Regions from separate parts of the Sus scrofa genome. Here region 1 is linked to region 2. Evidence: chromatin contacts called from public promoter capture Hi-C data. All regions are on one chromosome and are shown on one strand. Each heading gives the region's core, a stretch centred on a gene start, on an enhancer-like site or on the middle of the called end of the contact. The rest is flanking DNA. Distances are from core to core; before and after follow the strand shown. Region 1 holds the start of SREK1IP1 (protein SREK1IP1). Region 2 holds the start of DIMT1 (DIM1 dimethyladenosine transferase 1 homolog).

Region 1 (6,858 bases), core at 2,396-4,895, 2.2 Mb after region 2:
AGAAAGTAATCCTCCTTGAATTTCAGTGTGTTTAAGTGTCATTTCTGTAATAACAACTATGAGTGCATGATTTCTCTAAGTAAGAGTACACATTTCATCGTGCTAACTACATAATGGTGTAAGATTACACACATTGCTGTGGAAAAACAGCTGAAATAGGTGAATATAAAGTAGATGAGACAGATTATAATTTTTGGAATGCAACCTTGATATTTTATAGTCATTCCTTATAATAATCACTACAAGACCACCCCAAAAATGCCATATTGGATATATATGAGTATTATACCTAAAAATAAAAGAGCCTTCTTGTCCTTCCTGATAATTATATCAAAAGGTTTCTGATGGAGCCCTATTTTTCTATGTTACACTGTCTGGATTGATCCTCCAAGAAATTACCTTAACATTTTCTGTATTTTCTAATGGCACTTGCATTGTACTTTTACAGTGCTGTCATGCCTATTATTTCGATCTTTGCCGGGTTTAAACAGTTTAGCTATGTCCTACCATCTAGCTTAATGGCACAATTTAGTATTATTACACTTTGAACCATTATTTTGAGTTGAAAGAAGGTTAACATAGCTATAATGCTGTTCTAAACTTGAGAATTTCAACAGAGACCAAAAAAAATCACTTTTGTCCTTTTTTTTTTTTCTTGTCTTTTTAGGACTTATGGTAGCCAGGCTAGGGGTCAAATCGGAACTGTGGCTAGTGGCTTAAACCACAGCCCCCGCAACTCGGGATCTGAGCAGCAACTGCAGCTCACTCATGGCAACACCAGATTCTTAACCTACTGAGCAAGGCAAGTTATCGAACCCATGTACTAGTCAGGTTATTTACTGCTGAGCCACAATGGGAACTCCACTTTTGTCCTCTTTCTTAAGAAGCACATTCCATTTTCATTACTAGACTTAAGTTTTATGAGGATCCAAGGCTGTGGCATTGTGTCCCCCAGCGTGCCTATACTATGTGGGTGCTCAAAACACTTGGTCTAATGATGAAAGCAACAGCAACAGCAGGACACCTTTGGATGGAGCTGTGGGATCACTGGGGCTAACTTGGCCCATCATGATACCTAGGTAAAATCTATTGTGCAGGCTGGACTTTATCTGCTGGCCCATTACATGTTGATATTCTCCAGGCTCCAATCACAGACCTTCCCTTCACACTCTATGCATTCCACCTGAGCAAAGGCTTTCATTTCCATGACCTTACCTCCTATCACATATGTGGATGACAACAAATTAATGTCTTCAGCTCTGGCTTTCTTCCTAAGCTACACATTGTATCTCTCTACTGCCTACTGGATATCTCCATTCCTATCTCTTACTATTAGACATTGCCATTCCAAGTCTACATGGTGACATAATCCCCAACTAAATTCATCATCCCCTTAAAAACTGTTCCTTCTCAGGTGTTGCTTATATTAGTGAATGGACCCACCCAACCACCTAACAGTGAAACCCAGGTCCATTTCAAATCTTACCACCTATGGTGAATCAATCACTGATTCCCAGTGATTCTATCACCAGAAACACATCTCTAATCTATTTGCTTTTCTCCTTTTCTACTGAGACCATTCCTGAGGCATCAATCATCATAACTTACCAGAGTTATTGCTAACTGGTGACTCTGCCTCCAAACTAGCTCTCATCCAATCTAGTGTGCAGCCAGAATGCTCTTTCCAAAATGTGTGTTTAAAAATTCTTAAATAGCTTTCTATGGTCCTTAGGAAAACATCCAAGTTCCTTGTTAGGGCTTAAAACATCCTTAAGAATTGCCTTGTAAATTAAACAAGAACATGGCAAAATGGATAAGCACACAAGGTCTAGAGGAGCCAGACTGACCTGCCCTTACTAGCTATCTCAATCAAGTTACTTGATTTCTATGTCCTTCAGTATCCTGCCAGTGGAATGGAAGAAATATTGTCTACCTAACAGTGTGGGCGTGAATGTTTCATGAGATCAAATACAAGGCTTGACACAGTGTTTGACAAATCTGACACACAGTAAATGCTTGGTAAATATTGGCTACTGTTGTTATCTCTCTAGTTAATTTCTCAATTCTCTCCCATTTGTATTCTGAGTTCCATCCACAGGGCACATCTTTCATTTCATTTCCTCTTCTCACACATTTCTTCTTCCTTTACATATTCAGTCCCTCTGGGTACAAGTTCCCCTCCCACAATTCTTCAGGTCTCATCCTAAATGCCTCATCCTTGGCAAAGTTCTTCTGGTCCCTCCAGTCTCCTGTTAGGTGCCCTTATTACATGCTCCTCAGGGCTTTGTGTTTTCACTGCAATGCGTTTGTCTAACTTTCTAGTACTTTCTTCTCACTGCTCGACTGTAAGCTCTGTGTGAAGGGCAGCTGTGTTCCTGGTGCCTAGTATCCTACCACACAATACAGCTTTAATAAAAGTTATTATGTGTATGAATGTATGTACCTTTCCTCTCCTAAAATACTGCAACCCCCCGCCCCCCCAACCAAAACTTAAGTTGGTAGAACTTCACAACTTCCCCATACAGTAAAATACAGTTCAGCACAGGCCTCCACAGAATAAACATGGTCCAATAATACTGGGAAGGGCAGGTTACAACAAAGTTAGAGTTTCTGAACCATAGCAATTCTCAATGTCTTTGCTATACTACAGTGCATCATGAATCTCCAAGTTGTATGAGCGGTGGGTGGGTGGGGGTGGGGGTGGGGATAGCGTTTATTTTTCAAAGTATCTCCTGCAACCAGTGCTCTGCAGAACCCACCTTGGCAAAGTAGGTTTAAAGAGATGCCCTCCGCTACCAGAACTTCCAAGTAAGCTAGTAGTTGTGAACGGGAAAACTCTGAAGCACTTATTTCACAGGGTTCATTGTTTTTCGGTTGACACCCCCTGGTCATGGAATCTGAGAACTGTAAGGACCCATATACATATATCAACAAATCTCCTTTTACTGATACAAAAACTGAGACCCGGAAAGGCAAAGCATCGGGTCCAGGGCCACAACGCAACTACAAAAAACAGGAAGAAAGAAGTAGAACCGCAGAGACCCATTTCGGCCCAGCGACTTTCACAACAAACAATGCCTACTTGGATCCGCCAAGTGTTGCCTCCTCAAATTTTATTTTCAAGCCTTATTAAAGTTAAAGTCAGTTTTTCTCGGCTAACAGCTTCCTAGGCCTACAGTTACTAACTAGTCCGTCTCCACCCGCCTCCCCGCGCACCCCTTCCCCCGCTCCGCCCTGTATACAGTTCCCCGTAGTCCATCCAGTGCTAGGCTGGGGCGGGGAAACAATTCCTTTCTTTCTTTCTTTCCTTTAGAGTTTATTTTTGGACTGTAAACTTCTCCAAGTAAGCCAAACGACAATGTTAATTTTAACGCCTCCGCCCTAAGGCGCTACTACTTATGCCAGCGCCCCCCAATCTACCTACCCTACCAGCTCCCTCCCTCGCCCAGACCCAGGGGCTCTACGTTTGGTCTTTACCTGGAACTGCCATGGCGCGGGGAATTGGGGTTGCAGGACCCCTAGGCTTTCGAGAGCGCGCTCGCTTACCGCTGGCTGCGGGGACAACGTACAATGACGGCCGCCGCTTCCTTCTACTCGCGTCGCGGTAGCCAGATGACAGTCGGGTAAGGCCCTAAAAGCCTGCGGCGATAGAGGAACCAAGAAGCTACTGATGCAGTTTCCGGAGGAATTGTATTGTAGACCACACACGGTCCAAACCATTACTGCCAGTTTAGGGGTAGTTAATGAGATCTACACACGCGTGTAGTAAAGTAAACAACCCAAAGACTTACAAATTTTTATTTTTTAAATTTTAATACAAGTTAAATTAATCCACGGAGGCTTAATAATATTTTATTGATTCCCTAGAGGCCATCGGAAGCCCCCTTCTCAGGATTAGCGGTGCTCGGGTCCGGGAGCAACATGGCGGCGTCCGGGAGCGGCTGTCTTTAGAAAAAGATAGGACCTGTGCCGCTGCCTTGCGGGATACTGACAGACTGGAGCTTTTCGCGACCTCCAGATTTAAGGAAGCGTGTACCGATACGTGGACTGCTTTAGTGACTCACCGTTCGCTTTTATCCCCAATTAGGAACAGCGTCCTGAGCACTGACCAACATGAGCAACATTTACATCCAGGAGCCTCCCACGAACGGGAAGGTGAGCTTCCTCTAGGGTACCTGGTCTCTCCAGAATTATCTTTCACTGGCAATTCTGGGGTCTAGGGTTAGAAGAGATTACAAGAAGCCTTGTCCTTTCCTCTGTCTCTGAATAGCATTGCATCGAGAACCATACACTGGCACTTCTCAGCACATAATTGAAAAAGTCTTCAGGTGGCGATTTCTTTATTAAACTTCTGGCCCTAATTTGTGCTTTAACTTAGCTCTGCAGGCGTTTTCTAGGGTCGTAGGTAAAAAGCCAAGGTGTTTTAAAAGTTGACTTTTTTTTTTTTTTTTTTTTTGGTTATCTCGTTGATGATTTTTTCTCTGTTAGTTCAACAATCCTTTTTTTGAATGTCTGCTAGGCACCAGGCACTGTACTAGGTACTGGGGATACCAAAATGGATGGATAAGCGCTAGTTGTTGCCCAAGAGGGGTTTATGGTTTAGTTTGAGAGGCAGGCTGGTTAAGAAAAACCTTATGATATGTTTGATAGGAAGGCTATGGCGAGAGGAGCTAGCCTATTGCTATGGTAGTACTGAGAAGTTAGCAACTGGAAACTAGGGAAAAGCTTCATGGCAGAAGTATTTTTGGAGCTGGTCTTAAAACGTGAGCAGATTATTAATGGGAAATGTTCCCATATAAGAATGATTTTCTGATTGATTTTGATGGTCAAGAATGTCATTTCCCATCCAGTGTTTATATGCAGTATGAGCAGGGTCAATAATGGAATAAGTATCACCTGAATTCTTGAAGTGAGACCTAGTCTCTATCAGACACAAAATATGATGAACCAGCATAATGGAAAAAATAGTGAAAATGAAAGTGTGTAAGTGTATTAAGATGAAGTAAATTTGCATCAGATACAGTTCTGTAGCATGTATCACAAATTATTTATGCAGTTTTGTTGATTTACATTTAGTAATATAATGAAGGCAATTTGAAGACAAAACCAAAAATGCTGTAATTGATACCTCCAGCAAAAATCTTAGTAATTTGGGCACAGCAATTCTTTCAATTCTGTTGTTTGAACTTCTTCCCCACCCCTCACCTCTACCCTACATCATTGTGAAAACCCAGAGTATCTATCTCTTCATATTTCCAAGTGTTTTTTGGGAGTTGTATCACACTCACTTGCTAAACACTGGTAAATATTGAGTATATTGCCCATCCTTTTAGGGCCTTCACACTTGCCATTCTTTTCTCTAGTATACTCTTTAGCCTATTCAAATGTCATTTTAGCAGAGGGCCTTTCCTATCAACTCTCTATTAATATAGCAAAATCTCATTCATGTCCTGCACCTCAGCATGCCCTGGCCCTTATCCTCTTTAGTTTTTTCTACAGTACTTATTTATTGTTGTATCCTCCCCCACTACTATTCCCCCCATAGAACACAGGCATTATGAAGGCAGAGACAGGAATCTAGAATGGTGCTTGACACATGCATGTTATGAGGAGTTCAAATATGTATTGAGTGGATGGATGGATGAAATAATACTGTATCTCTTAACTTATGAGAAATATTAGCATCAGTGGGCTTGAGGTTATACTGCTACTGTATAAGGGCAGACTTAGTTTTACTCTGGGGAAAGATTCAACATGGTCATAAAGATAAGATGAGAAGTTTTAGCAAAGATAGATGCCTAAACAGGCAATCTTTAATTCGACAAATATTTATTGAGCACATAGCACAAGCCAGGCTCTATGCTAGGTTTTAGGTATGCAGTAGAAAGAAAAACCAGCGTTGTTCTTATTATCATAGAGTCAGTTTTGCTAAATATACATTGATCGAATTGGGCTGAGGGAGAATATCAAGTGTGGCTCAAGTTTTCCTTCAAAACCAGTTTGGGACTTTTTCTGACATAAGACTGAAGATATGGAAACTTCAAAGTTTTGTAACATACAGAGCTTGTTGAGAATTTTGGCCTGGAAAGACTTTAGAGCAGAAATGTTTGTTTAGTGCCTATACTGTCTAATGCCACATTAGGTACTGAATGGATTCACAGATATTCTGAATAAATGAGACAAAATTTCTCTAGTGTCATTTTAGAAAGTAATTGACATTATACCTATGGTTGACCCCTGTCAATAGTCTATAAATATGCTGTGTTTTGCCTTTGAAGAGGAGGCACTGAAATGACCACGTGAGAGAAATTTCCTTATCAACTGAAGATGAAGTGAGCCACAAGGGAAGTCCAGTTATCAACTGAAGATGTAATTTCCATATATTATGATGATTTAAACTAAATTGTATATTGAACCTATATATTTATTCTTAAGAACATTTTATTATCCAAGTATTATCTTATTTGTAAACTTTAAGAAAAGGAGGCACTGATGCCTGACAAAGTAGTTATGTGCAGTAGGAATGTATGGCCAAAGGAGGAGCCATGTGCCTTCTTTTTTTTTAATTCAGTGAAAGTATTAAGAAACCCTGGTAGGCAAAGTGGCCCAACCATATATGCATTCTTTTTTGCTAGGTGTAAGTTTCCTGTGGCCAAAAAATTGTATAAGAATAATAATTACAAGAGCTACCATATTTTGAACATTTCTTATTTGTCAGGTACTGTTGTAAGCCATCTATGTATAATAACTCATTTTGCCCTGACAACAAACCCATAAGACTATTAGTATCCCTGTTTTTTATTTTTATTTTTTATTGAAGTATATGTGACATTTTACATTAGTTTCATGTATACACCA
Region 2 (6,611 bases), core at 920-3,419:
CTTTTGACCCCCTTTACCCGTCTCACTCATATCAGATAACATTTATAGCAAAGGAGCAAGAATTACTGTTAAAATAATAGCGATTAATTCAAATAGATCCATATTTGTAAACCACCTGAGCTTGCTCCATAGCCATTTCTGATACCAAAAATTAAATCCTCTTTTTACCTTTTTTGCCTTTTCTAGCAACTTTACAGTCATATTGCCAGTTCCAGGTCCAACTTCCAACACCACATCAGTTGGTCTCAAGGCAGCCTGCAAGCAAGCACAACCACTTTAGATTTACAGGCTCATCTGAACACATAATTTAATTTACATCTGAATATCTTTACTCAAAAGTGCTCAGTTAGGAGATCTTTATTCTCATTTCATTTTTAGGTGATTCCTTCATGACCTATGCGCTTAACGAAATCATCTCATTAACATTAGATGCAAGTGGAAATCTAACACTTCTAATTTGGGGCAATAGTTAGGAGTCAGAAAAGTTAGGCGTCGGAAAAACAGGAAGAGCAGTTCGTTCTGAGAGTGGCACTCTGCTTTCTAGCTTTGAAATGATTCCAAAAGCATCAAGTTACCAACTCTGTTACCACCAGGTTCAAACTGGAAAGGTCAAAATGATGACCTTGCCTGAGAACCACAGCATGTTGTACTAGGATCTCTCAATTTTACATCCTTGTACGGTTTCAGGGATACAGGAGTATCTAGAAATTGTACATAAATCTGGGTATCTGTATGCACACAGCTACAGTATTCGATTCCATGGCTTCTAGGAGATGCTCAAAGGAATCTGTAAGCCAAAAATGTTAAAAATAGGGAGTTCCCGCTGTGGCACAGTGGCTTAAAGATCAGGCGTTGCCACAGCTGATACGTCACAGCTGTGGCTCGGATTCAGTCTCTAGCTGTGGAACCTCCATATGCTGTGGGTGCAGCCAAAAAAAAAAAAAAAATGCTAAAAATAAAGCCAGCTCTCATTCTGCAAATGACACCACGTCAAGATGAGATCCTAGTGTAAATTCATGTTCTTTCAACAGCTTCAAGATGCTTCCTTTGCAACATGAAAGTAATTTGCACGACCTAAGTTTCATGTCTTAGCGCTCAGTCATCTAAAACAGTAAGGTAAAATCGATAACCCAGACAGGAAATATACTCCAATGTGGCATTGCCTTATACCACTTAAGTTTCTCTGGGAAACAAACTTTTAAAGGTTCAGACACATTTTTAGGCTATGGAGTAAATAAAAATTAGCAGTGATAGATGGTGCCTAGAAAAAGTGATTTGGAATAGAAGAATAATAATCTGGAATGCAACAAGTAGAAATGTCAAGCTAAGAAGTAAATACTCTACAGAAAGACAAAAGAATTTGGAGTCCGGAGAAACCGAGATCCACAGAATGAAGCAAATCATACTGAAGACAGCTTGTGAATCCTACACAATTCTTCAATTCATCCAACAGGTATTTATACAGCATCTAATTGGTGCCTGACATCCTTTCCGTGCTTAGATATTCCTAAAAATAAAATGAATTACCCAATAACTCTCCCTTTCCTATTCCACACCCACCTTATCGATAATGCTGTTAACAATGAGAGGATTTTTCAAAATGTGCTGCCCAATGCCCGTGTTGAACATGAGTCCTGTAAGAAAACATGAAACAGCCTTAATTTCCTAACTAAAATCAAATATTAGACTGTCCCTTAAAAGAAAGTAGGAGAGTTGAGGGAAGATTTCTGTGCCGAGAAGAACCAAACATCAAGCTAGGATTGATAAACTAAGTCCTCCCCTTCTGCTGAAAAGGAAGCGAGAGGGCGGCGCGCCGGGCCTGTGGCCGGCGCTCGGGGAAACCTAGGACTTGCGCTCCCGGATCGGGAATCCCGCCCAGTCTCACTGTCCCGACCCACATCTCCGTCCTCGCCCCGGGCTTGGTCCTGCCGGAAGACCTGACTCGACCCTGCTCCTCGGCTGTCCCCACCTCCGGCGCTCTTCAGTTCCCGGCGTTGTTGTTGCCGCTCGCGGCGACGGACGCTCGCCCCCGACTTGATCTTCGGCATCTTTTCCCGCAGCGGGCCCACAGGCAGGTTAAGTTAGGGAGAACCTAACCCGTTAATCCCGAGAAAGTGCACCACGTGGGAATCGCCGGCCTGCACCCCCAGCACCGGTTCGGATCACGTCTGGGAGGGGCGAGAACCCGCCCCCTGGTTTGCTCTGGGGTCCGCCCTCAGAGACTGAACCCGACCTTGGAGCCAGATGGCTGCTGGGAATTGTAGTCATAAACTGAAGGGAAAGCCTACCTCCGGAGCCTACAAATCCCAGAAGGCGCCACGCAACAGATCAGTTTGGATTGGCTAGTTTAGAATGGGGGCGGGGCTTGTTGTTCTTACAGCTTGGAGCTAGTTAAGTACGTTTTGGTGTGTACCCAGAGATGTTGGAGGCGGTTTAAATTTAGGCCTGGCTTTTTCAGGCCAGGTTCTAGAATTGCTGAAGCCAAATGTTTTTTTTATTATGTCACCTGCCTATCTCCTGTTTCCCAGCAGATTGTGGGGTGAGAATCCCAGGAATTTGGGATGAAGAGCTTGCTTCTCTGGGGGTTGGAGTCCTCCACTACTTGATTTGTGGAAAGGAACTTAAAAGAGGTGTTTTAAGTTAAAATGAGGACCTCAGACTGTGACCTAATCCATTCTGACTGGTTTACTTTAGACACACAAAAGGGGGGTTGTGCTCAGAGGAAAGACTGTGTCATGACACAGCCAGAAGGAAGCCATCTGCAAGCTAAGAGAGACCCCAGGAGAAACCAACTCTGCTGACACCTTGATCTTGGCTTCTAGCCTCCAGAACTGTAAGAAAATAAATTTCTGTCAGAGTTCCCTTCGTGGCTCAGTGGTTAATGAACCCAACCAGGGTCCACGACAATGCGAGTTTGATCCCTGTTCTCGCTCAGTGGGTTAAGGATCCAGCACTGCCCTGAGCTGCGTGTAGGTTGCAGAGGCAGCTCAGATCCCCAAGTTGCTGTAACTCTGATTAGACCCCTAGCCTGGAAACTTGCAAATGACTCAGGTGTGGGCCTGAAAAAGCAAAAAAAAAAATATATATATATATAATTAAATTAAATTAAATTAAAAATAAATAAATAAATTTCTGTCATTTAAGCCACCCAGTCTGGCATATTTTATTATGGCAACCCTAGCAAACTAATGCAACACGTAATGAAAATTCATTTTCCAAGGGCCTACCTTAAACACACTGGATCATAATAGGATTTGGCCCTGGCAAATGCATTTTTGACAGACCCTCTAGGAGATTCTGATGCACAATGTAGGTAGGGAATCACTATTTTCTACACTAATATAGTTGGTCGGGAAATTCCTCCATAAATGAAAAAGGATTAGGAGGGCTATCCTCATCAGTACAGGGAAGCTGTTCTAATGATTGTATCATTTATTCTGGCCAAATTTCATCCAATTCTTTTTTCTCTCTGAAGTGAGACAGTATTGGATGCCTCATGAATCCATTAGTCCTAGGGAATTGTGTGATGCTGGGGTAGGAACTGCATTAAATAAATGACTATGTGGAGTTCCCGCCGTGGTGCAGTGGTTAACAAATCTGACTAGGAACCATGAGGTTGTGGGTTCGATCCCTGGCCTTGTTCAGTGGGTTAAGGATCCTGCGTTGCTGTGAACTGTGGTGTAGGTCGCAGATGCAGCTCGGATCCCACGTTGCTGTGGCTCTGGCTAGGCTGGTGGCTACAGCTCCGATTAGACCTGGGAACTTCCATATGCTGCAAGAGCAGGTCTAGAAAAAGGCAAAAAGACAGAAAATAAATAAATAAATAAATGAGTATGTGGGAGTTCCTGTCGTGGTGCAGCGGGTGCAGCAGAAACAAATCTGACTAGGAACCATGAGGTTTTGGGTTCCATCCCTGGCCTCGCTCAGTGGGTTAAGAATCTGGCATTGCCCAGAGCTGTGGTGTAGGTCTCAGACACGGCTCAGATCTTGAGTTGCTGTGGCTCTGGCGTAGGCTGTCAGCTCAGATTAGACCCTTAGCCCGGAAACCTTCATATGCCATGGGTGCGGCCCTAAAAAAAAAAAAAAGACAGAAAAAAAAAAAAAAAGAAATGAGTGTAGAATTTATGCTGGAATGTATTTGAGTTATTTTTGCAGCTATGAATGGTTTTGTAATTATAAAAAATAATTTTATGCTTCTCTGATTCATATCAGAATCCTTTGTTAATTAAAAATAATAATGTTTCAGCTTGGGTGTGCATAATTGATTCATTGCCATTCTTAGAGTGTTTTGTGTTATAACTTGAAAAAGAATTATAGCAATATTTTCTTTGGTAGAAGAGGCTTATTTAAATTCACAGCATGGGAGTTTCCGTTGTGCCTAAGTGGAAAGGAATCCATGAGGATTCAGGTTTGATCCCTGGCCTCTCTCAGTGGGTAGGGGATCTGGTGTTGCCGTGATTTGTGGTGTAGGTTGCAAATGAGACTAGGATCCCTTGTTACTGTGGCTGTGGCTTGTTAGTAGCTACATCTCCAATTAAACCCCTAGCCTAGGAATGTCCATATGCCACAGGTGTGGCACTAAAAAGCAAATTTAATTAATTGATTAATTCATAGCATACTTGAAATGACATTTTTAATATGCTTGGGAGTTTAATAAAAAATAAAAATAAAATATTGTTAGCATTTTCTTGTATAAATTATAATTCCTTACAGACTTTTAATGTATTTAAGTCATAAAAACATTAAGCATGTTTGAATTTCACACTTTTAACATAGATTTATTACTGAAATACTATATTCCTATGAAAAAGAATATAATTCACCTAGACAAGATAAAACAAAATTAAATTTAAATCTACTTAATATCAAGCTGTTTCATTTGATTAGAACAATGAAAATTATTGTTATTGTGACAATATCCAAATCTAAATGCTAAAATGAAGTGCTGTCTTACAGATTAGAACAATTTCAAAGAAAACCTAGAGATTTAATTTCTACTTTGCCATCTAAATCTTAACAGAAAAATGTGATGAAATTTGGTTGAAAGAATATACCTTGAAAACCATGAGCAAATTCTTCCATAAAAAATATTCTAATTTTATCAGATTAATAAAATGCTATCTTAAATTAATAAAATTAATTAAGAAAGAAGATTATGGTCTCCATTTAATACCAGCAGGATGAGTCTAAGCATTGCCAGTGGAAATCTAATAACTGATACCTTCAAAAAGTATCTGTTCCCTTGTGGTGCAGCAGGTTCAAGCGTGGCAAAAAAGAAAAAAAACAAAACAGTATCTGTCAGATAAATGTTTTCCTGTCATTACCATCAAATAATATATAACCTGTGGCAAAATAAATCACTTTGAAATGATTTAGCTTTCCAAATACAGCAGAAAAATTGTACTGAGAATTCTATTTGTGGATTATAACAGAGCCTATTTTATATTTTTTAGATTTATACTTACATACTATATTTTCATATTGCATTTTATGGGTTTCAAAGTACTTTTTTTTAATGGCCCAGGCATGCAGCAGCTTGATGTAGGAACTCAGTTCCCAGATGAGACTTAACCCAGGTTGCAGCAGTAAAAGAGCCAAGCCTAACCACAAAACCACCAGGGAACTCCCTCAGAGTACTTTGCACACAGATTTTCAGTGAAACCCTGGGAAGTTGTTAGGGCGAGCATGCTTACCCTAGTTTGCATATGAAGAAACTGAGTCTCATAGAGTTTAAGGGTATTTGCTCAAGGTCTTTCAGGTAGTTGGTGCAGAGATAGGGGTGGAGATAGGGATAGGGGTTCTGTCCTTGACACAGCTGAACACTAGCCTGTCTTTTGTGGGCTCTACTTATAGCTGAATGTTGCCATTACAGAAAATTACAGTTGGCTCTAGGTTTACACCCTTGGATACAGAGGACTCAGTGTACTATGCTATCTTATATAAAAGACTTGGGCATTTGTGGATTTTGGCATCCAGGAAGGGTCCTGAATCAATTCCCCCAGGTACTCTCATCATTGGTGGTAGAATGGCAGGGAAGCAAAAGATACTAGCTGAGTCATTTTAAACACAATATAAATCAATTTTACTCTTCAATAACAAGCTAGTGTAAGATTCAAGTGAATTTTTAAATATGTAGTTAAAAAATTAAATCTTTGGGAGTTCCCGTCGTGGCGCAGTGGTTAACGAATCCGACTAGGAACCATGAGGTTGCGGGTTCGGTCCCTGCCCTTGCTCAGTGGGTTAACGATCCGGCGTTGCCGTGAGCTGTGGTGTAGGTTGCAGACGCGGCTCGGATCCCGAGTTGCTGTGGCTCTGGCGTAGGCCGGTGGCTACAGCTCCGATTCGACCCCTAGCCTGGGAACCTCCATATGCCGCGGGAGCGGCCCAAAGAAATAGCAAAAAGACAAAAAATAAATGAATAAATAAATAAAAATCAAATCTTTGGTTACCATGAATTTAAGAATAAATCGTGTACAAACGATTAATGACAGATGTAGTAAGTAAAACTAATTTTATTTTCCCCTTCTATGCATTTCCTGGGCCCCAAAGATAGGGCAACTACACTGTAAATGAAATAACAAAACCGGAAACTTAGCTTGCAAAAAATGCTG

The links. Promoter capture Hi-C pulls out the DNA fragments that hold promoters and counts their contacts.
Region 1: a promoter capture Hi-C map of liver shows a contact between it and region 2, with 9 times the contacts expected there. The contact joins the promoter of SREK1IP1 here to the promoter of DIMT1 in region 2. A contact is called at or near these places in 1 of 5 promoter capture datasets (liver) and 1 of 2 datasets of contacts at active chromatin or transcription factors (skeletal muscle).

The regions. Positions count from the first base shown.
Region 1 is chr16:43,342,586-43,349,443 of Sscrofa11.1, forward strand. SREK1IP1 (protein SREK1IP1) reads right to left here and starts at 3,646. Exons shown (of 4, transcript XM_021076777.1): 1 at 3,478-3,646. The coding sequence starts at 3,490. It overlaps CWC27 (CWC27 spliceosome associated protein homolog), which reads left to right and starts at 3,921. Exons shown (of 14, transcript NM_001243923.1): 1 at 3,921-4,155. The coding sequence starts at 4,114.
Region 2 is chr16:41,109,034-41,115,644 of Sscrofa11.1, forward strand. It overlaps DIMT1 (DIM1 dimethyladenosine transferase 1 homolog), which reads right to left and starts at 2,170. Exons shown (of 12, transcript NM_001244313.1): 1 at 1,970-2,170; 2 at 1,561-1,634; 3 at 169-255. The coding sequence starts at 2,048.